Regions from separate parts of the Gossypium hirsutum genome. Here region 2 is linked to region 1. The links are chromatin contacts, called in public Hi-C maps. All regions are on one chromosome and are shown on one strand. Each heading gives the region's core, a stretch centred on a gene start, on an enhancer-like site or on the middle of the called end of the contact. The rest is flanking DNA. Distances are from core to core; before and after follow the strand shown. Region 1 holds the start of LOC107897077. Region 2 holds the start of LOC107897160 (L-ascorbate oxidase homolog).

Evidence for each region. Hi-C and Micro-C count contacts between places; a contact is called where the count stands out from the background.
Region 2: a contact with region 1 is called in a Hi-C map of leaf, with 2.9 times the contacts expected there. The contact joins the promoter of LOC107897160 here to the promoter of LOC107897077 in region 1. A contact is called at or near these places in 2 of 34 Hi-C or Micro-C datasets (both in leaf).

The regions. Positions count from the first base shown.
Region 1 is chrA11:29,160,706-29,166,857 of Gossypium_hirsutum_v2.1, forward strand. It overlaps LOC107897077, which reads left to right and starts at 2,356. Exons shown (of 5, transcript XM_016822418.2): 1 at 2,356-2,807; 2 at 3,044-3,271; 3 at 3,892-3,975; 4 at 4,187-4,316; 5 at 4,427-5,605. The coding sequence starts at 2,488. The coding sequence ends at 5,296.
Region 2 is chrA11:29,838,625-29,844,776 of Gossypium_hirsutum_v2.1, forward strand. It overlaps LOC107897160 (L-ascorbate oxidase homolog), which reads right to left and starts at 2,321. Exons shown (of 9, transcript XM_016822516.2): 1 at 1,857-2,321; 2 at 1,613-1,752; 3 at 1,396-1,505; 4 at 755-1,025; 5 at 554-650; 6 at 47-392. The coding sequence starts at 1,750.

The sequences.
Region 1 (6,152 bases), core at 1,106-3,605:
AACACTTGTATATAATAATTTCATGCTCAACTAATCAAAATAAATACAGTGCTAGCTTATTGGTACCTTGATCTTACTAAGGTTTCCCATGAGAAATTGATGGTTTTTATCTTAGAGGGGTCTTTAATGGTGATTAGGGACTAGATTGGAAAAAAAGAAAAAAAATCTTTCTTTTACAATGGTGGAGACATGAGAGAAGAAGAAAAACTATAGAGAAAGTTCTTCATACTAGCTTAAAATATTCTAAATAATAATATAATAATATAAATTAAAATATTATGGCACGATTATAATCCACTTTCAATGGCTAAATTGACTTTTTAATTTCTCATGACATCTAATGGCCCACATTATGACAACATTTCTTTATTTCTCTAATTTTTCTTAATCTAATAATTATCTTTTTGTTAAATTTCCTTGCTACCCATTAAAAATCTTTAAAATTCCTCTCTTGAGTCACTATGCACTTTGGTAAAATTATACTCCTTGTCTTTTTACATTTTCACCAATTCAATTTCATCCTTTTATACTTTAGATTTCACACTTTGACCTTAACACTTTTCACAACTTTACAAATTAGTCTATACCCTATATTAATATTTATTAGTATATCAATCTTTTAAATTTTCTTTGATTTTCTACCACCTTCCCTACTAACGTTAATAAATCACATTTTATTTATTCTGTAAAATCCAACTCATATTTTATCGAAATAGCACTACTTACAACCAAGGGGGTTTGAGGCAGGCAAAAAATCGCTCGACCTTATTGTCATCCCTGGTTAGAGGTGTGTGTTTTAGAATTAAATATGTTGGCTATATGTTTGGTATCATTTCGAGCCATTTGGGTATGTTTTGAACATGTTTTTGTTAAGTTTTCTTCACTTTTTAGCCTTTATCTGTAGTTCTGAGCACTAAGTCTTGAGACAGAACGAACTATCTCAAGATAGGATGATTTTTCAAGAACAGGTCTTGAGACATAGTAGGTAAGTCTCGAGATAAAGGTCATTTTGTCTTAAGACATTCGAAGTCAATAGCTAAACTTCACCTTAAAGATCCAAAGTCTCGAGACAGGCGACTAGGTATCTAGACATAACCCCTAAGTCTCGAGACATGAGGATAGGTCTCAAAACATAACCCCTAAGTCTCAAGACCTGCAAAAAAAATTCAAAATTTGGTTTCAGGGGACTAATATCTCGAGACATTAACTTATTGTCTCGAGATGTAAGGGCATGTTTTGTTATCTTTGTTCTTTTTCAATAAATTTTATTTTTTGTAGTGATGTAAAAATGTTTGAAACATTAATATGCATGCATATAACTTGAATTTAAGTGAAATTTAAATGAATAATTGATTGATCGAGTTGCTCCAATAACAGATGTAATGATTCATATTTAGAATAGGCCTCTGAAGTAGATACGAGGTGTTGCACATTGGTTCAAGACCATCGAAATACATTATACACAAAGAAATGCACGAGTGACAAGGTGCCCTCGCACCATAATTATACATCCCAAGTAGGTTTTATTCCTCTTATAATTTTTCAATTACTTGCTATTCTTCATGAGTTTCAAAGCTTACATGCTATTATTTTGGGCTGATATTTGAGGATCCAAAAGCCCAAATGAAAGCAATCCCCCGTCAAGATATCAAGGCTTTTCTCTCCTAACCTCATCTTGCTTTCATCATTTTTACTTTGAGATGTATAGCTAGGCCCACTTCCAGGTGAAATTCTAATGGGCTTTAATTTAATTACTTGAAACTCCACATTCCAATAGGATTATTATTGGGTAAACTATTATTTGATAAAAATTTCTTAAGTAGAGATTATTAGAAGGGGATATGTGTCCATTTATTTACTTTTTTAAGTGTATTTTAAAGATAAATATACTACTTGTGGAATTTTTTTTCTTTCTACTAATCGTATAATGGAAATTGATAATAATCCCATCTAAGATGTATCTATTTATTTATTTTTAATTATATTTCAAATGTCCTAGTTGTGGAAATTTTTTTCTTTCTAATTAATAATAATCCATTCTTATATTTATATTTATATTTATATTTGATATCCTGATAATGTAATAGTGGATTTAAAAATTGTTGACAAGTCATCAACATTTAATTCATCAAAATTAGTCATTGAGTTTTAATTTTTTTAATATGAATATTATTATCAATGTAAAGATTTAAGTATATTAAAACATATTATCTTCTTATTTATAAATTGAGAAAAAATTACACCTAATTTTAAATATTATCTATATATATTTTATCAGCACTTATAATGGAATGATAAAATAATAAATATTTGTTTTTATGGAAAATACTAAAATAGTACAGTATAATTTTAATTAATTAATTTACTGGCCAACTCTCGGTCTCCCTGTTCCCCACTACCATAAGGGGCTCGAAACTTGACCGTTGAGACTCGAGAGACCTTGAAAAGAGGCACCAAAGCAAGAGAGAGAGAAAGAAGCAGAGAACAATGGCAGCAATAGGAAACGAGACCCAACCACTTGAATCCTCACCAAACAACTTGGATCAGCAATATCATCTACAACCCCACAATGACTGCAAAATCCAAACCCCTAAAATCTCATTGTATGAGCAGTCCAGAGAAGAACGGATCAAAGAAAACCTTCAAAGGATGCAGCAGCTTGGTCTCAAAGACCTCTCCAACTCCCTCCTCAACTCCACTCCTCGCCTCTCTTCAAGGCGCGGCCGTCCTCGTGTTGGCGGTAAGCCGCCAGTTACCCCTCTGTCTTCTCCCTTGCCGTCATCTGACCAACTCCGCCGCTCCTCGAGGTGATTTCATTGTTGCCCTTGTGTATTTTATTTCCATATGGCTTTTTGAATACCCATTGGACCTAAGTAGAAGCAGACACTACCAAAATCTCTATGAAAGAGAAAAAAAAAAGATATCTTTTATATTCTTTTTCCTTTTTACTTAAAAAAAAAAAGGAAAATAAAGGGAAGAAGCTTATAATTTCGGATAATATTGCAAGTTCAGAACTAATTAATATTTTGATGGATTTGGTTAGGTTGCAAAATACTACTCCAGTGATCTATTCAGAGGCAGTTTCGGCAAAAAAAGAAGAGCTTTTCGAGGATGTGGAACTGAAGCTAGGGAAATCAGAGGTGTATACAGAAGCGCATGAGAAGCTTTTGGGTAACACTGAGAGGAGCTGGACACTTTTTGTGGATGGATATGGACGTGATGGCAGACGGATTTATGATTCCGTCAAAGGAAAGACTTGTCATCAATGCAGGTCTAGGAATCTTTCTTATTCCATCTGCATTATATCTTCCATGGAAATATGATATGGCTGCACAACAAATTTCAATTCTTATCCGCCAACATTAATAGTTTTAACTTCATGCTCAACTAAAAGGGAACAGTTTGATTAGGCGATACAAATTTTCAGTTTTCTAGTTTTTTCGCCTTCATCTTCTGAAAATGAAGGCGAGCTTGAAAAGGAACTATCCCTTTTTAAACTGCTTTTGATCTGAATTCCTTGTAATCACTTGTAGTTGTGTTGAGACGCAGGATCCTTTGCTTGATTATTGTTCTCCCCTACGTCACATTGCCTCTGATCTGATCATTTTCAATGGTCACATAAGAACTATAGACATAAACTTGGTTTAAATTGTATGATAGCCTTTCAGTTTGTAACTATTACTTTGTTAATTTGAGAAACATTTGAATTGTGAATTGTGACAATCTTCTTACCTTTTCTTCTTTTTTCTGCTTCCACATTGGTCAGCACCAATTATTCATTGTTTGAAAATAATATTTTATTCGTATATTACTTCTGAAAATGTTGTACCATGACTCTAAGCTGTTAAATTGATCTCATTTAGTCACAAGATGGAAAATGCTATGTTGCAGGCAGAAAACACTTGGTCATCGTACTAACTGTAGCAAATGCAATATGGTCCAAGGACAGTTCTGTGGTGATTGTTTATACATGAGGTATGAAATTTTGTTAATGTGTATGCCTTACTTAACCTCTGTCCTTTGTTTTGTCCTGCAGTTGTAGATATCCGTTCATATGTAACTAAATATTGATGTTTCTAGCTTTTGGCTAGAATCGTATCTTATAAATCTTTCTGAACCTTTAGTTCTAGATAGTTATTTCCTTCTAGTGGTGGTTTTGTTGTTAATTTGCGTTCTAAATGTGCAGATATGGGGAGCATGTGCTTGAAGCCAATGAGAACCCAAATTGGGTTTGCCCAGTCTGCCGTGGGATTTGCAACTGTAGTTTATGCCGGCAAGCAAAAGGATGGGCCCCTACTGGCTCTCTTTATAGGAAGGTAAGTCATCATTTGCATTGATAAAAAAAAGGTCCCATCTTTTGTGCATGTTGTTGCTTAGAGACATTTAATTTTTTCTAAAGGTCTAAGCTTCTTTATCCACCTTCCAGGTAACAAAAATGGGCTTCAAGTCAGTTGCACATTATCTCATCCAAACCCGGCATGTGCAAACCAATGTTGAAAAGAACTCAGATAATACTGATCAAGTTTCTGCTAAGAGGTCACTTTCCTTTCCAGCTCCGGAATTGCCTTCAGAAGAATCTCCTGCAGTCGATAATAATCAGCTTGTAACATCAAAGCCTCAATCTGGAGAGGATGGCTTGAGCAGTGAGAAAAAAGAACAACAAGCATACCCAGAACCAAATACTTCGATTATCCATCAAAATCCTGCAAGCAAACCGTTGCTATTCTCAAAGAATGAAACAGAGTTTGAGAAAGGGGAGTCTACAAAGATCAACCTTGATTTCGGGAACAAGAGAGATGATGAATTCATATGTCAACATGAAAAGGAGTTGGATTTCACTGACAAAGAACCCGTTGATAGTCCTGTGACATTGGAAACCAGACCAGAAAAGAAGCATGCGTCTTCCAGTGAATCAACCCCTGGCAGTATTGCCGGAAGACTAAAACAGGTGTGGGGAAGCGACCGGACCCATGATGAGACAGTTTTGGATGGTGCTGGCAAAAATGTAGATGTAGGCTATGCCGTGTCAGAGAGTAGTCCAAATCTTATAAAGAGACCTGCGTCTGCTATTGGAAATAGCCTCGACAGTAATGCTGCAAAACTGAAGCAAAGGCGTCAACTAGGCAAGGATTGTGATGAACAAGGGTTACTGGGCGCAAATGGGAGTGTGTCTGATGAGGCTGCAGAAAACATATCATCACGGAAGGAGTCCAAGGCCAACCTGAAGCATTGTACTTCTGGAACTAATATGGACTGTATTGCTAGAAGATTGAGGCCTCGAAACAAAGCACTTTGAAGAAGCAGTTTCATCACCAAGTTACCTTTTTGTCAAACTAGGATAGAGTTTATGATGATGCTTTTATCGGCACAGTGGAAGTATCCAAATATTTTGTTTAGTGGTTGTATCTAGTAGCAAACTATCTGAAGAAACAGTTTCCCATTCTTCCTATTACTGCTGTCAAGCCACTGTTGGCTTGCTTTTGTGTGTTAAGCGTTTAGTAGATTAAAATAGGGGGTGCAATATTTTGGATACTTGCCGAGCCCCGTTTTCATGAAACCTTTGAGGTTTACATTTATGGTATATTAAAAATCTGTGGTTGAGTCATGAATAGTTGCAGTTCAGATATAAATTATATAGTGTAGATATAAATATAAAAACAATGTTATTATATTAAACCCTCAAATAATGAGTAAACTTTCAACTTTAAACCATAGCAAGCACAGACCATTCCCAGATTTACTTACAACTGTTAAGCCACAAAGAAACATAACGCTTTTCTTGGTTTGAACATTTGCATTAGCAGTCGTGAAAATAAAAGGAAGATCTTATAGGTCCCAAAAAGAAAGTAGCCCATGGCCCAACATTAAAAGCATGTTTCCACCCTAGCTCGGATTTGGTTAAGAAAACCCTTGCAGTTCCCCCAAGACAAATTAAACTACAATCATGGTTATTAAAAGTTATGTTTGAAGGTTATTAAATGTTGTTTCATAGGACGCTTAGGATCATTCATTTGCCTACTCTTAGTGTTTATCCGAGGTTTATTTGACAAAATCTTTTTGATATAATAAATATTATGTTTTGAATAAAATCAATTAATTAACACTCGGTAAAATTGTACTTCAAAATTATTTCTAAAATATAAATATGTCAA
Region 2 (6,152 bases), core at 1,071-3,570, 680 kb after region 1:
CTGCATCAAACACAAGAAGCCAATAAGATCTTCCGTCAACTAGTACCTATATGTTCTTGCCTGCTGCATTGACCAATGATATTTGTAAGCAGGAGCAGCTGGTAGCGGTCCAGAAACTGGGGTTTGCGAGTTTGCATAGTGCAACACCGCAGTTGCAGTGAGAACGGTCCTTGTAAATCTTGTGGATGCAACAATGTAGTAGTCCTTTGGTGGTTGATTCAAGGTTACTAAGACGGTCACGGATTGTCCCACATGCACATCAAGAGAGTCATATAAGTTCTGAATTACATGAGAGCCTTCGACCTCAACCAACTTCATCGAATGGCCCTGAATCCTGAAGTTCAGTGAGGTGGACAATCCAACATTTGAGATTCTGAACATGTAAGTTTTGCCTGAAACACCACAAATAAAACTTATTCAGTAAAGGCATGATTCCCTTTTGGAAAATGTAGGAGGAATCTTCATTTAATCGTATTGAATAAATTAATCTAAATGCAATGAATTATAAGCAATTAAACGTGATAGGAAATAGGAATACTAAGTTATGGATGACCTTGTTCTCCAGTAAAGGTGGTTTTAGTCTGCCCATTTATAAGGACTCCATGGGGAAAGGGAAGAGATTTTCCAGAGTCCAAAGTTTGCTGCAGTGCCTGTAAAAAACAAAACAATTATATTATGAGTGAAGTATACATGGCAGGGAAAAACTTGGTGCATGGCAAGAAAATCTTAACAAAAGAGAAGTGTGAAAACTAACCTTGTGGCTGGTCTTGTACCAGTCACCAATAAGTAAAGTGAAATCTCCATCAGGATTTGCATAAGGAATTGGGATCACACTTCTATGGTATATATTGAGTGCTCCAAATCCTCCAGCAGCTCTATGCATTAGAGTTGATGGGAAATATGTGTAGGACCCAATCTGATCCTTGGCTTGGAACTTGTAGGTATAGTTTGAGTTTGGAGGGATAGGGCAATTGGTTCCCAACACTCCATCCTGCCATGAGTTTTTCCTTTGCTTTACGCCATTCCTGTTGTGATCAGACCAATCCCTCATTTATCATTGAAAAAATGGCATGATTCTACATGGCATAATCAGGTGAACACAGGAAAACAACGGAAATTCAGGGTTTAAAGTTGCAAAAAGAATCAAGTCATTTTTAAGCGGCCATCAAACGTTACTGCAGAAAAACACAGACGTTTCCTGGTCTGGAAGTTTCATCTTTCATTGTTATGTTCAACAAAACTGAGATGAAGTTAAAATTTACAGGGAAGAAGAAGACAAGTAACAATTTTAGAGATATCCATTGATAATTTCTTAGTTGAGGTTGTGAAAAACAGCAAGAATGAAAGTATATAAATCAGAAGAGCCAATGTGAGATAAGGGTATGAGAGACCCACCATGTCAACAAGAAAGGCTGATCAAGCTTGTTAATGAGATTCAAGATAATGTTGTTATTAGTCACCACATCAAGTTTTGGCCCAGGAAACTGATTATTGATAAGGATAACCTTGCAAAAAAAAAACACAACTTTTTAGAACCCCAAAATCAGATCCACATCAATAGCCTTTACTTTCAACATTCCAAAAAAAAAACAGATTCCCTATAAATATATACCTGCTGGGGAACTCCAAGAATAGAACGAGTGCCATAAGTGACAGTCCAAGTGTAATACAAGTATGGATCTTCAGCATTCACCAGGGAAACAGCCAAAACTCCAATAATCAAATGAAGCTTCATCACTGGTTTTCCCATATCTGAACGTCACTCATAAATAAACCATTGGTTAGTTACCAAAACCAACTACAGAACTTGATAGAATTGTGATACCAAAGCATCTTTGACTAAGAGAGTAACTTACCTGTTTCGGGACTCCCTGGAAAGGAAAGTAAAGCTCTTTTGAGGACACAATCTAAACAAAGAGGTACGTAGTTTTTATAAGAACCGGGGCAGGAAAAAGCTACTCTAGGTAGTGGTCCATTCTTTTTTATTTATTTATGGAACTAACAAAAAGGAAAAAGGAATTTATTGTTAGTTGATGAGGTAAAGGCTGTCGCGGTTAACTAATATTCGGCGCATTCCACGCGTTTTCCGCGTTATGATAATTGCTTCCACCTAAAGCTTATAATCCACTCATTCACTCTTTCCTTCACTAAAATATATTTATAAATTGCCTCCTGCTATCCCGCCATTGATTAGAGCTTTTTCTTGGTTGCTTCCTTTTCTTTTCACCCTTAAATTAAAATGGAATTGGATAAAGAAAGGGGTTTGGATGTCTATCACTGCCCCTTTTGTTCTCCATTTTTTGAAAATTGAGAGCTTTGTTTTCACACAACTTTGTTTCCATTAACACAGCATTTATATTAGAAAATGAAAAGAAAAAGGAAGAGCCAAAATCTATTGAAACCCGACATCTCTACTAAAACTGTAAAAATAAAATGTGGCATTGGATTATAATAAATTTATTAGACAGTTGAGTTTTGTAGGTTTTTTTTTTTTTTTAGTTTTTGTGACAGTTTCACATGCATACATACAGAAAGCAAGTGGTCCTCATTCTCACCACTCCTATCATAAATATTGTAGCAGTGGTCCTCATTCTCACCACTCCTATCATAAATATTGTAGCTTTGGGTTGGATCTGAGAGGGACAGTCTATAAATCCCTTTGTTTATCATATAGTTGGGCAATAATATCCAATTTGGCAATTACCATGAATATATATATATATATATATATGATGGAGAAAGTTGGGGGAAATGGAATCCATGCTTCGAGCAAGTCAAATGAAAGCCTGATTTGTTTCTTTGCAGGATTTCTTAAACTTAGCTGGCCTGCCTGTTTCTTTTAAACCTTAATTTCAACATATTACTTTAATTTAATAATCAAAATACTATATTTCTTTTCCTGTGGGAGATGTAAATTCAAATGATAAGCCTAAGTCAACTAATTCTATACTTACCTAATTCTACATTATTATTATTAATTTATCGATAATGTGATAATTATTTAAGAATGTTATCAGTGAAATTTAAAAAGAGTGGAATAATTTTCTTAAAATAATATAAGCAAAAATGTTCATAAATTTTATAATTTTGAAACTCAATGCACAAATTCAAATGATAGCCGAATAAACTTCTCAAATTACTATAAAGAAATGGAAATCAGTTATGTACATTCAAGGAAATGAAATTAAAGTTGGTGAATCAAAATTGTTTAGTATAAGTTGTAATTATAACTGTTGACTATATAAAAGCAGGGGAGGGCCTACTGGACTGAATGTGAATAAGGAGTTGTCACGTGAGCTGTTGGCAAATGGATTTGATGAACATTTGACCCCACCGCCACCGCAACCGCCTGGCCACAGCCACCGGTGGTGGGATGAGGTGGGACTTGGGGAGGGAACCGCACAGATTTCCACTGACACATCGATTCGCTCAATCATCAAAAACATAGAAACCCTCGCATTTGCCGTAAAATTGAAGCAAACTAAATGAAAGATGATGACATTTGGCTTCCCCAAACCCTAAGATTTACCACTAGTTATTTTATAATTAAATGCCTAACCTTTAAAATAAACCTACTTTATCAAGATTTATCGAAATCTTATTTATTTATTTAGTTGGATCAATTTCACTCACAAAAATTGTCTCAAGTCAAATGATACGGTTGGCATTTGAAGAAGATAAATAATCAAAGAGAAGAAGGAAGAAGAGAGAAATGAGGAAGACAGAGTCAGAAAACAGATTTCTAATTTCATAACTGCTTTCCTAGCTTGATTGATTGCTAAATAGAAAATTAATGGTTCGAATGCAGCCGGTAACTAAACAGCTTGATATGCACCGTTTCATTAAACGGTTCCTTAGTTTAAAACGCCCCGTTTTGGACAATACTCATTCCACCCCACCATTACACCAATAGTCACTCAATTTTGGGCAGCTGACAAAACAGTCACTTAGGTTTCAATTTAGTCACTCAACTTTTGAAAAATAATAAATCAGTCCTTTTAACCATTTTCCGTTACAGACGTAATGAAAAAGTGACATGGCATTTAACTGTGGGCTAGTTGTAATTTGAACAGCCCCATTTAAGAGCTCTGGGTAGTAGAAGAATAAGAGAAGAAATGGAGAAAAGAAAAAGAGGAGAAGAAGAGAAAATGGAATGAGTTTTATACCAGCGATTCCTAGGGGTCAAAATCTGGGAACTCAAATACAACTACGCTTCCACGACACCAATGCCTCCATGGCCAATGCCCTTCGTAGCGTCATGATTGCTGAGGTTCCCACCATAGCCATCAATCTCGTCAAATCAAAGTTAACTCTTCTATCCTCAACGACAAGTTCATTGCCCATCGACTTGATCTAATCCCTCTCACTAGCCAACGCACCATGTCTGGTCTATATTAACCTTCTTCTTGGAAAAAGGTTAATTGCATTCATGGGTTGTTTTTGCTTGAAGAAAGTTATAAACAAATCTGCGTATAAAGATCCAACCATTCTTGCATCTAAAACACCTTGTGAGCTGGTCTTGAATATATTTTGTTGATTCTATTATCTAGGTATTTAATTTAATTGTGTAAGTGCCAAGAAAAAAAATATTATTTCTTATAATTCAACAGTTACTGTGAATGAAGTAAAAGCTCTTTATTGACGATGGCCTTATTCACAAGGTAGTGGTGTTTTTACTTTTTTACACCATTTTCTTTGACTTTAACATATATTTCTCAGAAAAAAAAATTTTGTTTAAACAGGAGGGATTCCAACATGAAGTTGTTAGAAAAAACAGTAAGCAAAATCTTTTTTACAGATAGAGGGAGTAAGAAAATGCTAAGGGTACGAAAAAACTTGTGTTGATTTATCATTGAAACCTTTTATGCTACCACTTTTTTTCTTGCAATTATATTTGCTTGAAATGTCAGTTTTCTCATTCGGTTGAAGCATAAGGAATGTAACGACCCAATTTTCGGGAATTCTGTGAATATTGGCAAAATTTCATGCTTTGATTTTTGTCATTTGTGAGTGCAATTATGAAATAGGACCTATGTGAAAATGTTTGAAAATGCTATAGGCTAATTTGTAGTGGCCAAATAAATAGGAGTGCAAAATAGGAGGATTTGCATGTCAAACCTCCCATTTTACATGAAGCGGCAGGCCATCATGTTGTTGAAGACAATATGTGCACTTGATATCCATAATTTATGGTACAAATTGATAAAAATTGATAATGGGTTAGGTAAATGTTCCATGATAATGGGTTAGGTAAATGTTCCATGATAGGCATTTCATGTCTTTTGTATTAAAGAATTAAATGGATGAAATATGAAATTTTATTAAAAGAAAAAGGGGTGAAAAGAACAAAGTTTTGTCCATCTCTGTTCATCATAGCCGAAAGTTAGAGAAGAGAAAGGAGAGGAGAAAGCTCTTGAATGTTCGGTCACTTGGGGAAGAAAATTGAAGGTAAGTTCATGGTAGTTTGCTTCTATCTTGATGTTCATGAGTTCTTCTTAATTCTACCTTAACTCTTGAAGCATATTTTGGTTTTTGGGTGTGTTGTGAGCATTTGGTCATGAATTAAAATGAAGGAAATGGTTGTTGTTTCATGTTCTTTTGATGAAAAATGGAAGATAGGTGAAGTTGAGCCAAACAAATGATCATGCATGTGCCTTAGATGCTAAAGGGAAAAATCGGCTAACATGTTGTGCTTTAAAATGATGAAATGGAGATTATGCTTAAGTAAAAATCATAGATATGTGATGGTTGATTGATGATATACATGTTTAAATAACATGCATGCAAGATAGGTGTGTGAAAGAGTGATTTGGTAATAAATCTGCTTGAGACAGCAGCAGTAATGTGATTTTGGAAAATCACCATAAATTGTGGGAGATGAATTAGAAGTTGAATAAATTATGTAATTAAAGCTTAATGAGTCTAGTTGCAAATGAAATAAACGAGAACATATTTTGAATTTTGTACAATGAGAAATTTGATTCGTAATGAAGAGTGGTCAGATTAGTCAAACAGTGAAACATGAGAAACTTTGAGAAAAATCTGGTATTGATTGGCTAAACCAAAAATTCTGAAAATTTTATGGATAGAAGATATATGAGTCTATTTTCAGGGAAAATTAACGGTACTTGATTTGGAGTTTCTAGCTCCAG